4 separate regions of the Mus musculus genome follow, and regions 1, 2 and 4 are each linked to region 3. A link is a contact called in public Hi-C data. All regions are on one chromosome and are shown on one strand. Each heading gives the region's core, a stretch centred on a gene start, on an enhancer-like site or on the middle of the called end of the contact. The rest is flanking DNA. Distances are from core to core; before and after follow the strand shown. Region 1 overlaps Gm31814 (a long non-coding RNA gene). Region 2 has its middle 9.4 kb from the start of Gm38456. Region 3 overlaps Lpp (LIM domain containing preferred translocation partner in lipoma). Region 4 overlaps Lpp (LIM domain containing preferred translocation partner in lipoma).

What was found. A called contact is a pair of places that touch in the nucleus more often than the background predicts.
Region 1: a Hi-C map of liver shows a contact between it and region 3, with 2.4 times the contacts expected there. The contact joins two enhancer-like sites. A contact is called at or near these places in 1 of 15 datasets of contacts at CTCF or cohesin (CD8 T cells), 6 of 484 Hi-C or Micro-C datasets (group 2 innate lymphoid cells, liver, natural killer cells and 1 more) and 4 of 115 datasets of contacts at active chromatin or transcription factors (CD8 T cells, bone marrow-derived macrophages, effector CD8 T cells and 1 more).
Region 2: a contact with region 3 is called in a Hi-C map of liver, with 2.4 times the contacts expected there. The contact joins two enhancer-like sites. A contact is called at or near these places in 1 of 15 datasets of contacts at CTCF or cohesin (large pre-B cells), 1 of 484 Hi-C or Micro-C datasets (liver) and 2 of 115 datasets of contacts at active chromatin or transcription factors (bone marrow-derived macrophages and thymic regulatory T cells).
Region 4: a Hi-C map of liver shows a contact between it and region 3, with 2.4 times the contacts expected there. The contact joins two enhancer-like sites. A contact is called at or near these places in 2 of 39 promoter capture datasets (both in liver), 1 of 15 datasets of contacts at CTCF or cohesin (CD8 T cells), 6 of 484 Hi-C or Micro-C datasets (bone marrow-derived macrophages, large pre-B cells, liver and 1 more) and 2 of 115 datasets of contacts at active chromatin or transcription factors (CD8 T cells and bone marrow-derived macrophages).

What each region holds. Positions count from the first base shown.
Region 1 is chr16:24,223,968-24,226,778 of GRCm38.p6, reverse strand. All of the region lies in intron 1 of Gm31814 (a long non-coding RNA gene), which reads left to right. Among named protein-coding and RNA genes, the nearest start is that of Gm31814, 38 kb to the left of the region's middle. Within about 2 kb of position 1,493, at least 5 of the 459 cell types and tissues checked have an H3K27ac peak or open chromatin away from gene starts, as enhancers often do. A contact at or near this core is called in liver, where this site is marked.
Region 2 is chr16:24,304,183-24,307,023 of GRCm38.p6, reverse strand. No RefSeq gene overlaps it. Among named protein-coding and RNA genes, the nearest start is that of Gm38456, 9.4 kb to the right of the region's middle. Within about 2 kb of position 1,488, at least 4 of the 459 cell types and tissues checked have an H3K27ac peak or open chromatin away from gene starts, as enhancers often do. A contact at or near this core is called in liver, where this site is marked.
Region 3 is chr16:24,621,168-24,624,193 of GRCm38.p6, reverse strand. The region is part of intron 5 of Lpp (LIM domain containing preferred translocation partner in lipoma); the gene reads right to left. Among named protein-coding and RNA genes, the nearest start is that of Mir28a, 210 kb to the left of the region's middle. Within about 2 kb of position 1,438, at least 15 of the 459 cell types and tissues checked have an H3K27ac peak or open chromatin away from gene starts, as enhancers often do. A contact at or near this core is called in liver, where this site is marked.
Region 4 is chr16:24,877,157-24,880,393 of GRCm38.p6, reverse strand. The region is part of intron 9 of Lpp (LIM domain containing preferred translocation partner in lipoma); the gene reads right to left. Among named protein-coding and RNA genes, the nearest start is that of Gm22672, 5.4 kb to the left of the region's middle. Within about 2 kb of position 1,278, at least 35 of the 459 cell types and tissues checked have an H3K27ac peak or open chromatin away from gene starts, as enhancers often do. A contact at or near this core is called in liver, where this site is marked.

The DNA.
Region 1 (2,811 bases), core at 244-2,743, 400 kb after region 3:
AAGATTTCATTTGGCTTATGCATCCCAAGGCACAGCTCATTGAGGAAAGCCAAGGCAGGGCTCAAGCAGGACAGAAACCTGGAGGTAGGAGCTGATACAGAGGACACGAAGGAGTGCTGCCTACTGGCTTCGCTCCTCATGGCTTGCTCAGCTTGCTTTTTAATAGAACCCAGAACCACCAGCCAAGGGCCCTCCAGCATGAACACTAATACAGAAAATGCACCACAGGCCTCTCCATAGCCCACTATTATGGAGGATTTTTTTTCTCAATTTAGACTCTCACCTCTCAAATGACTATAGCTTGTGTCAAACTGACGTAAAACTAGCCAGCATAATTAACCTCTTGTCAAATTGACACATAAACACATCTCTGGTAAGCTATAAACTTTGTTTACTTGTTCATCCCCTAGATGACACATTAATATCAACATTGCAATATAAGAATTTTTATACGCTTAAGATGTTCCATAGCCTTACAATTTCAAACATCTCTTTAGAAATATCCAGTCTCTTTTAAAATGCAAAATCTCTGTAAAGTTCCAAAATATCTTCGAACGTTCAAAGTCTCTCAACTGTGGGATCCAGTACAATAAAAAAATAAATACTTTGCCCAGAAAAAAAAAGACACTGGGTACAGCTGCAATCAGATCAAAACCAAACCAAAATCCAATAGTGTAAATAAATCAATGTTCAATGTGTGATTCACTCCTGATCTTCTGGGCTCCTCCAAAGGGCTCGGGTCCCTGCTCTGACTCCACCCTCTGCTTTACATACAGACTGGCTCCAATGTTCCGGTTGGCTCCATTGCAAGGCTGATGGTGTTTGTTCTTGGCACTTGGCAGTCATTTCATGGTAGTAAACTTCTGGGGTCTTCTGTTTCCACTGGGCTGCATTCACCAATAGCTTCTCCTATGCTCTGTTCATGGTACCAAGCCTCAACCCTCTTCATGACCCCTTCAATCCTTTGTCTTCAACTTCTACCAAGGCTGTACCTTGACCAATGGCCTCTGCTACCACCCGCCCCAGAAGCTCAGCTCCAGTTGTTCTACATGACCCATCCATGCCTTCTAAACCATTACCACCCAGAAGACTTTTATACACTACTACTGTGTTTGGCTGCCAGCACAAGGTACAACCTTGGCCACCTGTGGTACACAGCTCTGTGGGCTGAGCCTGAGGAAAAGCTACTTTCCAGATTTCCCTTCCATGATTCTGGTATCTTCTTCATTGCCAATAGTTTCTCAGCTCCAACTAACCACTATCAGTTGTCCTACTAAAGTAGGTTTCACTTCAATGGTGCTGATCTTTTGATAACCAGAGCTTATTCTCCAGCCCCAAATGAGAAGAACCACAAAATCTTAACTCAAAATAGTAAATGGCTGTGGAAGAAAATTGAAACTTCCCTCTGAGACTTCACAACCTAGACCTGCATTGCCCTCAACATTCTTATCTTCTCAGCTCTTACCAAACTGCCCACTGAACTGTTAACATTCAATGGTTTCTCTAGCTCAAAGTTCCAAAGTCCTTTCACAGTACTCTGAAAGACAACATGGTCAAGTCTGTCACAGAAATAACCCACAATCCTGGTTTGAATTTCGGTCTTAGTCAGGTTTGCTATTGCTCTGATGAAACACCATGACCAAAACCAACTTGGGGAGGAAAAGGGTTTATTTAGCTTACATATCCCAAGTTCATCAAGGGAAGTCAAGGTAGGTATTCAAACTGGGTGGAAACCTGAAGGCAGGGGCTGATGCAGAGGCCATGAAGGAGTGCTGCTTACTGGCTTGATCCTTATAGCTTGCTCAGCCTGCTTTTTTTTTTTTTTTAAGAACATAGGACCACTAGCCCAGGGTGGTACGACCTATAATATCAATAACCAATTAAGAAAATGCTCTTCAGGCTTGCCTCTAGTCCAATGTTGTGGGGACATTTTTCTCAAGTGAGGTTCTGTCCTCTCAGATGACTATAGTTCAGGTCAAGTTGTCATAAAACTATCCAGTGCAGGGTCTTCATTCTCATTCTGCAGACGAGGAAATCAAGATTCTTGGGAGTAAAGTGCTCTTCTCAAGTCCATAGATATTGGACAATGTCTCCCAAACTTGAATTCAAAACTCTTTCTTCTTTCCTTTTTATTAGATATTTTCTTTATTTACATTTCTAGTGTTATCCCCTTTCCTAGTTTCCCCTCGAAATCCCCCATATCCCTCCCCCTTCCCCTGCTCACCAACCCACCCACTCCTGCTTCCTGACCCTGGCAGTCTCCTATACTGGGGCATAGAACCTTCACAGGACCAAGGGCCTCTCCTCCCATTGATGACCGACTAGACCATCCTCTGCTACATATGCAGCAAGAGCCATGAGTCCTATCATGTGTTTTCTTTGGTTGGTGGTCTAGTCCCAAGGAGCTCTGGAGATACTGGATAGTTCATATTGTTGTTCTTCCTATGGAGCTGTAAAGCCCTTCAGCTCCTTGGGTACTTTCATTGGGGACCCTGTGCTCTGTCCAATGGATGGTTGTGAGCATTCACTTGTGTATTTGTCAGGCACTGGTATGTGTAGCTAGGTGCTTTTTATGTAATCACAAAAGCCAAAGAACCCAGGGACTGGAAGTTTGTTGAGAAAGAGATTGAATCTTTGTTTGCTTTTTTTTTTTTTTCCTTCACTCATCATTTATCATGGTGCTTGGAATATAACAGTCAATAAGTGATTGGACAAAGGTTGCTTAAGCTTCAAAATTAGGTTGTCCTGAAAAAACTCTGTGTTGCTAAGAAATGGAAGCTAAATTTCAAGTCTTCAGAGATGATTTCTTGA
Region 2 (2,841 bases), core at 239-2,738, 320 kb after region 3:
AGGAAGACCCAATAGAGGTTGCTTGAATCTCACTGAAAAGGGGAAATAGAATAGACATCAGGGGTGGATGAAAGGAGCAGGAGGGATAAGTAGGGGGAGGTTGGAGAGAGAGAGAGTATGGGGAGAGAGAAGGGGACATCTCTGGGATGAGCTAGAAACACAGACCAATGGAAATCCCCAGGAATCTTTGTGGGTGACCATAGCTAAGACTCCTAGCCATCTTTTGCAACCAGAAAAGACTTTCAGTGGAGGTACTGGGATGCCATCCCGGCCACAAAACCTTAGAGCCAAAATTTGTCTTACCTACAAGATATACAGGGGTAAAGATGGAACAGAAATTGAGGGAATGACCAGTTGATGACTGTTGGCCAAGCTGTACTTGCAGACAGGAACCTAGCATAACTCTCATTGACAGGCTTCACCCAGCAACTGATGGAAACAGATGCAGAGACCCACTGCCAAACATTAGTCAGAGCTTGAGGAATTCAAAGAAAGAGGGGGAGGAAGGATTGAAGGAGCCAGAGAAGTCAAGAACAACACAAGAAAACCTACAGAATCAACTAACCTTGGCCCATATGGCCAAGTTGACTGAATTGCCAGAGAGCATGCATGGGACGGACCTAGGCCCTCAGTACAGAGGTAACAATTGTGCAGCTCAGTCTTCATGTGGGTGTCCTGACAACAGAGGAAGGGGCTGTCTCTGAAACCTGTTGACCATCCTTGGATCCCTTTCCCTTAACTGGGCTGTTTTGTGAAGCTTCCGCAAGAGAAGATGGGCCTAGTTTAGCCACAAATTGCTATGCCAAGGAGGGTTGATATCTGTAGAAAATCCAGTGATGGGCCAAATGGATAGGATATCCCTTTTCTGAAGAGAAAGAGAGGATGGGACAATGGGGGTGGAGAGGGAGGAGATGAGAGGGGGAGATTGGGAGGAGAGGTGAGAGGGGAAGATGTGATCAGGATATAAAGTAACTAAAAAACAAAACAAAACAAAACAAGAAAATTACACTACTTTCTTATATTTTCTCAGGTCATGATGGATTAAAACTAGAAGTGAAAGGGCAGGCCAGGTTGGTCAGTGTTAAGAGCACTTGACCTTGCAGAGGACCCAGCACCCAAATGGCAGCTGACAACTGTCTGTAACTCCAGTTCCAGGGGAACTGATGCCCTCTTCTGACTTCTAGGTCACCAGGCATGCACATGGTATACAGATATGTATATAGGCAAAGCACTCATGAACATAAAATAAAGGAGTCAAATCCAAAGTGTAGCGATAACTTTTCTTCACAATGGGTGACTCTGCATTTTCAATGGTTAATTCTGCACTGGCAGAGAGCTGAGTGCTGGCAGGGTTTTGGTGCTATCAGTTCTCTGGCCTGACACTGGATTTTTCTGTTTTGTAAATATTTGTCCTTCCTCACATGCCCAGGGCAACCTAGAATTGTATCAGAGATTGTCTCACTAGTGATGGGCTGTAATAAACATCTGATGTCCAATAACTGGGCAGGAAGGAGGAGGGTGGAACTTCTGGACAGAGAGAATGAAGGGAAAGAATGCAGCAATGGGAGAGTCAGAGAAGGGACACCAAAGGGAACAGATGGGGAGCAAAGAAAGATGTAGATCTAGTCATGTGGTAGGTCATAGGCAAGATCGTCAGGATAAGCTGGATGAGGTAGCTGGAGACTGCCCCAGTTGAAGGGCTGAGCTTTAAGCTATTTTAAAAGCACCCGTGTCATTATACCACTGGCAGGTCTGCAGGAAGACCTGCTATAAAAAAAACAAATAATGAAAAACTAGAAGCCAATAACAAGAGAAGCTACAAAACATATGGAGACTGGCTAATATGCTCTTTTACAAACAGTGAGCCATTTAGATAATTAAAATGTGCCCAGAACAGGTTCCAATGAAAGTACAACCCGTTAGAAACCCCACTGGCACAGCTAAGGCTGATCTAAGAGGGCAGCTTATAGCTATAAGTGACTGTGCTCACAAAGTACCAGAGAGATCTCAAGTAAATAACCTGACTGTATTGGTTAACTTCTCTACTGCTTTGATAAAATACCACGACCAAAAAGTACTTTAGAGGAAAGAAAGGCTTATTTGGCTCATGGTGCACAATCAACCATTGAACAAAGTCAGGTTAGGAACTCAAGGCAGAAAGCAAGAGACAGGACCGTGGAGGGAAGCTGCTTGCCAGCTAATTCCTTGGCTCACTCATTCTTCCTTTATGGTGCATCCACAGGCTTATACTTAGCTAGTTTTCTTATTTTGTTTTGTTTTAATTATAGGTATGTATGTGTTTCTGTGTTTATATTTGTAAAGAGGTATGCGAGTACCCCGAGAGGCCACAGGAAGTGTCCAGATGCTCTGGAGTTGGAGTTATAGGCATTGTAAGCCACTGACATGGGTGCTGGGGACTGAACTTGGGTCCTCTGCAAGAATAGTAAATGCTCTTAATCACTGCCCATATCTTCGGACCCTTTGCTAAATTTTCTTACAGTCTAGGAGCCCCTGCCTATACAATGGTGCCACCCATGGTAACCTTGGTTTTTTTAAAGCAGTTAAAATGTTCAAGACAACTCATTACAGTTATGTGCATAGACCAGCTTCATTGAAAGCAATTATTCAATTGATATTCTTTTTCTGATGATCCTAGGCTGCGTCAAGTTGATAGTCAATGCTAACTCAGTCATATATAACTCATGACTTCATAAAAACAAGAACCAGCCGTACCCTAAAGCATCAGGTAAAAAAATAATAACAATAAAGATTATGTACTTACATATTTACACAATATGATGTACACACTTAATAAAAGTCCACAGAATTGATCAAACAAAA
Region 3 (3,026 bases), core at 189-2,688:
CCTTCTTGGTCAGGCTTTAATTTCTTATTCCTTTACTACTATAAAGAGCCAGGCAAAGATTACATTTTTCTGTTTCCAATCCTAACCAGCTCAGGGCAGAAAACATGAAAAACCCATGTGTTTGCTCAATGTGTGTACAACTAAGTGTTGGGCTTCAGTTCCCTTCCCTGAGTCTCCTATTCAGCTTGCCCACCCATTTACCCCAGTGGTTAAAGCTTCAGGAAGAGTTAGGAGTTTCTTACAAAAGGAGACCTCTGAACAGACCAAGAAATCAAGGAGAAGACAGTAAAATATATAAGATACGAGTAAAGATTCTCAAGGGGGATCATTGCTATCCTGGATTGATATTTCCTTCAGACAGCTGGAAAGATGCAACCATTTAATCTACTTTTCTATCAATTCCTCCATCGAAGAGTCAACCTGGGATTTTTTTATTGGGCTCTCAAGATGGGCCCTGGAGGTAGAAGCACAAAGCTTGTTGACCTGAATGTAATCAACAAAACCAAAGCATCAAAGAGAACTGAATTCCATGAGTTATAAAGACACACAGAAACACATTCAAAGGCATGAGCATGCAAGAGCACATACACATACAAACACATACACACGCATACACACACACATACACACACACACATACACACATACATACACACACATACACACACACACATACACACACACATACACACACATACACACACATATACACACATACACACACATATACACACATACACACATACACACACATACACACACATACACACACACATACACACACACATACACACACACACACATACACACACACACAGTTACAACATTTCTAAACAATAGACATTTTCAGTTACCTTTTCTACATTCAAAGCTTCAAAGCAAGCTCACATAGGATAATCTATAACATCTTTACAAAGACAGCAGGCTGACAGTTTCCGTCACCATCACTGTGAGCTTTTATTACTCAAATTCCATTCATTCCTTTAAGGTTTTAATTTTTATCAAAATTGAAGTTGTCCTGGCTGGGTTCCACTCTGACACACTTTCAAAAACAAATTTGTTCCCTTCCAATTTTGATATCTATCTACCTATAGCCACACAGTTATCCATAGTTCAGTGTGTGCACACTCAACAAAAAAATTCTTACACAGACTTTACAAGTCGGAACATTAGACTATGGAACTGGCATTTAGACATAGCTGTACTCAAATCAAAGTCTCCATTTTTTTTTGTAAGCCACAAGACCTTGGATAGCTTGTTTATTATCTGTCTGAGTTTCAATTTAATTTGTTTCAAAACAAAAAATGTTAGTGCCAAGCTGTAATAATGCTATAAAAAGGATATAACAAGAAACCGGAACATGCTTAATGAGATCTCACTAGTAAACTAGATACACTTAAGCATGTGAACATACACTGTGCAAAGACTTTGGAGAAAGAACAAGTAAAACATTAACCCATGGGACTGCTGACAGGGAACACAGAGTAGACATCCAAAGGTCAATTTTATAACATAACTAAATTTGTGTTTTGTGGAAACAATTTGATTCCATGTCTTTCAGGAGTAAACCATTGTCAAACAATTGCTGAAAGTGAATAGCACCATCCTACAGTTTAGATCTGGATGGAAATGAAGCTGAGTTGTTCTGTCACACTGTTTTGACAACTGAGAAAACTAGCCCATTGTTTGGTAACTATTGTGATTACTGGTGTGTTTTGTCCATTTTCACACATTTCCACAACCTCCCTGATGTCCTGTTAACCCTATCTGGCTGCATGCCACCTTCTAGTCAGTGTTACTAAGACAAAACATCAGCATTAAGCCTGGTAGATCTTTCCCACCCACAGTCTTTTATACTGAGCATGCATGAAGACGATCTAGGAGTGCTGTTCAGAACAAAGCCAAACTTGAAAAGGCTCTAAGTAGTTAGGAGAAACCATTATTCTTCAAAGAGTGGGAAAAGCAGTGGTAGTAAGGGTGGTCTGATGCCACCTGCATGGTACCCATCATTCTCCAAGTCTCCATCCTCCCCTGGGGCTCCAGCTTTATTCTCCTTCCACTTCCAAAACCACTTCCACTTAATGGCATGATAATATGTGCCAAATTCGTTGTACAAAAGAATGAAGATTCTCTATAGTCACCAGACAGAGACTTAGCCAAGATTTGGACCTGGTCTCAGCTAGACCATGTTGAAGGATAAGACAACATGATGGCAGATGGCAATTTCACTATAAAACTAGTAATGTTTATATATGGATTAATTCAACCCAGAGAAATGTGATCAGAAAACAACAACAACAACAACAAAAAGCTTTAAATTTACCATTAGCAAAAGATTTCTCAGAAGAGTCCTCTATTTAATGGAATTATGTCTGCAGATCTATGAAATAATAAAATTATTAAGAAGCTAAGAGACCTGGTGTGTGTGTGTGTGTGTGTGTGTGTGTGTGTGTGTGTGTGTTTCAAATTATGCAATGGATGGAACACATAAAAATCTATATCAAAAATCTGAATCCAGGGCATGCTAAGAGAGAAGACCAACATTGTCAAGCACACTGTAAAAGCATCTTTACTTGATCAAACTTGTGCTTAAACATCAGGCTTTGAGTTATGTGTCTGTTCCCATAGGTTGCTTCAGAGACTTTCCTACATTTTAGGAAGGAGTCCTCATCATGCGTCTACTCCAGGTGTTTATGGATGGGAAATGCTCCAAACACACACCAAAGACCAAAGCAGCAAAGGGTCAGAGAGCAACAGCTACTGCTGCCTCTGTACTGAGATCATGCAAGCTTCCAAAGACATGATCACTTTTCCAGCCAGCCTGTGGATTTGGTCCTCTATACACAAGTCCCGATGCTGTGTAACTATGATAGGAACATTACAAGTGACTGATACAGACAGAGGAGAGACATAATTATCCTATTTTCATAAAAAGAAAAAGGAAATATCAAAGTACTAAGAGATATCTGAACTGGCAAACAAGATAACCTAGGTCAAAGGTTGAACAACCTAAAACTTAACAAGCA
Region 4 (3,237 bases), core at 29-2,528, 260 kb before region 3:
GGCTGGGCCAGAAGGAACACTTTCTGGACCACGTGAGACTCTGGGAAAAGGAAAATTTCCTAGGAGTCACAGATGGAGGCTGGTCACATCCTCTCTGCTGTGTGTTCTGTTGCTGTGGTCACCATATGACCAAGAGGCATTTGGGGAGGAGAGGTCTTATCTCACCTTAGAGTTTACAGTGTATCATCAAAGGAAGCCAAGGCAAAAACTCAATACAGGAACTTAATGAAGAGGCTGACTTCAGGCCCATCCTCAGGTACCTTCCTGCAATACCTTCTGTCATCTCAACACAAACTTAGACATGCATTTCTGAGAAGAGGAAATCTCGGTTGAGGGACCCATCTCCATCAGATTTGCCTGTGTGCATATCTATGAGGCATTTTCTTGATTAATGGCTGATGCTAGAGGACCCAGCACACCATGGGCAGTGCCATCCTTGGGCAGGTGGGTCTGGTGTGTATAAGAAAAGGAACTGAGCAAGCTAGTGAAGAGCGTTCCTACATGTTGTTTCTGTTGCAAGTTCCTTTCCTGGCAAGCCAGTAAGCAGCATTCTTCTCTGGTTTTGCTTTAAGCTGTCTGGACTTTGTGTGCTGTGACTAAAAGCATGCACTCCTATGCCTTGCCAGCTACCTTTCTTATACAGCTGAGGCACACTCTTCTTACAGATGGTACATCCTGCAGCCTCCCCCAAAGGAATCGGGAGGTTTTCCTAAGGACTCCTTCAGAGTTTAGTTTTCCAACCCAAGATACATTTTGTAAGATAAGTACATAAACTGAATCAAGGCTGAATCAGGTGTGGAGAAAATCACTTAGTGGACATTTCTGCATAGCCTTTCAAAACATTATGAAAGTGGGAGTGGGTGGGTTGGGGAGCAGGTGGGGGGAGGGTATAGGGGACTCTCGGGATAGCATTTGAAATGTAAATGAAGAAAATATCTAATAAAAAAACAAACTTGGAAATGGCCATATTCTCCTGCTGTCTGTGGAGCATTTCTGAGCAATCACTCTTGTACTGAAGTTGTTCCTTATTTAGGCTATCATATTCAGTAAACACTGCTAATTTTATAAGATGACTAATACCCATGTGCCTAATAACGAGAGAGACAAGTCAAAGGTCCTCCCTTACTGAGCTTATATGAAGCTCAGAAACCACGTAAAGCCATAAAACTAAACAGAAACTAGTAATATTTTCTTGTATCGCTATGTGATCCTATTTGAAGTCCATCTTAAGCAAGAGATACACAGAGGGAGTACAAAGTCAAAGGTCTTTAGTGGCTGTTTGGACCATCAACACAGCTTGGCTCCACCAACATACTACTGAGTTCAAAGTGGAGACAGTTACAACAAATACAGCTTGCTTTATTTCTGAAACAAACTGTGCACATATTTGCGGCCACCCCACTAATTAACCTGGAGATTGCTCCTTTCATCTCCTCCGTGGTTTTCTCCCCCTAGTTACCACATGTTGGGGTTATTTTTTGCCATCTGGGATATATTCAAACTGTTCTCTTATAGGCACCAGAGAGAGGATGGTACAAGTGATTAAGAGACTGAGGAGTCTGACTTTGTAGAAAGATTAAAAGAGCTATATATGTAACACACCGGGGCTGGAGGATGACTAAGGGGTGCCATGATGATGGCTATAAATATCCGCAAGGTGTAAACACTAAGGAATAATTTAGCTTGTGGCAGGTGGTTCAACTAGGAGGGATGGTGCCTCAGAGAAGAGAGATATTTATTAAAGAGTAACTTAGGCACTTCAGAGGTTCCCCATGGGATTTGCTGGAGGGAAACATGAAGAGCAACTTCAAGAACAAGGCAGTGGGAATCGGAGACATGGGCTGGCCAAACTCTTGCTTTTGTAAATCAGTACCTGATCAAGGAAGATGGAGAGGTCTTCCAGCAGTGCTCTGAGGATGGATCCTGAGGACTAGGTGGTCCTACTGTCCACTAAAGCAATAAGGAGAGGGGGCATGAAGGGCAGTGATGAGCCCCTTCGTCTGTCTTGTCTATACCACCACTATCCTTAGGATAGCTTCTGAGGAACTTGCCAACTCCAAAAGATTGTAGAAGAGATTTGCTGAGCTAAAAATCTTGGAACAATATATTAGAGGGTTCTTTTTTTTTAAATTCATGCTTATTCAAAAGATTCTAAACCATTTAGAATAGGTACTAAAGTTATACTTGAATGAACTATTTATTGACCTACTTATGTGGCAGCCTAGCAGAGACAGCAGTAACCTTCATGCATGGCTTGGTAAAAGGCTTTCTCCCTTTTACACATACATGGAATTTCCCAGCTAGCTTTCAAAGCCTGAATCCATTGGCTCCCTGCTACCTTATCAGGATCCTGTGCCCAGCCTCTAAGCCTGCTTTTAGAGGGAATTTCATTCTTATCTGAATCTTGTGGTTTGTCATGTGGCTCCTGAAAGATGTTCCATGTGTTTCATATTGCTTCCCTCTGAGACACTGCTTTCCACATACAACTTTGAACACTGGATTGGTAAAAATTCACAGAGTAATAGAGGAATTCTCATTAAATTTCTAGTAAAATTGAAAATGTTTTAATAGAACAGTTCTTGGGCAAATGGCAACGAATCTTAACATGTAGCTGGAACAGGTAACACAGAATGTGAATATCCACATAAACAAGTGTCAAGTGATTACTGCACAGAGCAGGCATTGGAACTCACCGAGAAGAGAAAGATGAATGGGACCTGGCCTTTGCCTTCTCTAGAGCTCATGGGCACACAGTTGTTACATAACATATAGATCCAATCAGGGCAGATTTAGAAGGGAAAGTGTGGACTCAGGCTTTGAAAACCAAGTGGGGAATTCTGTATTAGGGGAAAGATGGAAGACACACAGTCATGGAGCAAGTGAGAACACTGGCAGTCTGGACCTACTGACCTGTGAGGAGGGAGGAACTAGGCTGCAGCCCTGGGCCCAAGGCAGGGCAAGGAGGGTTTCTACAGAAGACCAACCAATAAAACACTGCCATGTAACAAAGTGGATATATGTCTTAGGCCTTAAACATACATGCCTATATGCATGTTATAATAACACCTCTAGATAAAAGTGGAGGAAGGGCACAGAGGAGCAAAGAGGGTGATAAAAGAGCTCATAAGCCACTGCCTTATCTTTAATCTGCAGGCAAAGACAGAGAAGCTCTGAAAAGTTAAATCTCATCAACTATCACACAACAAATATTGGTATTCTGTCTAAACTACACCCCAA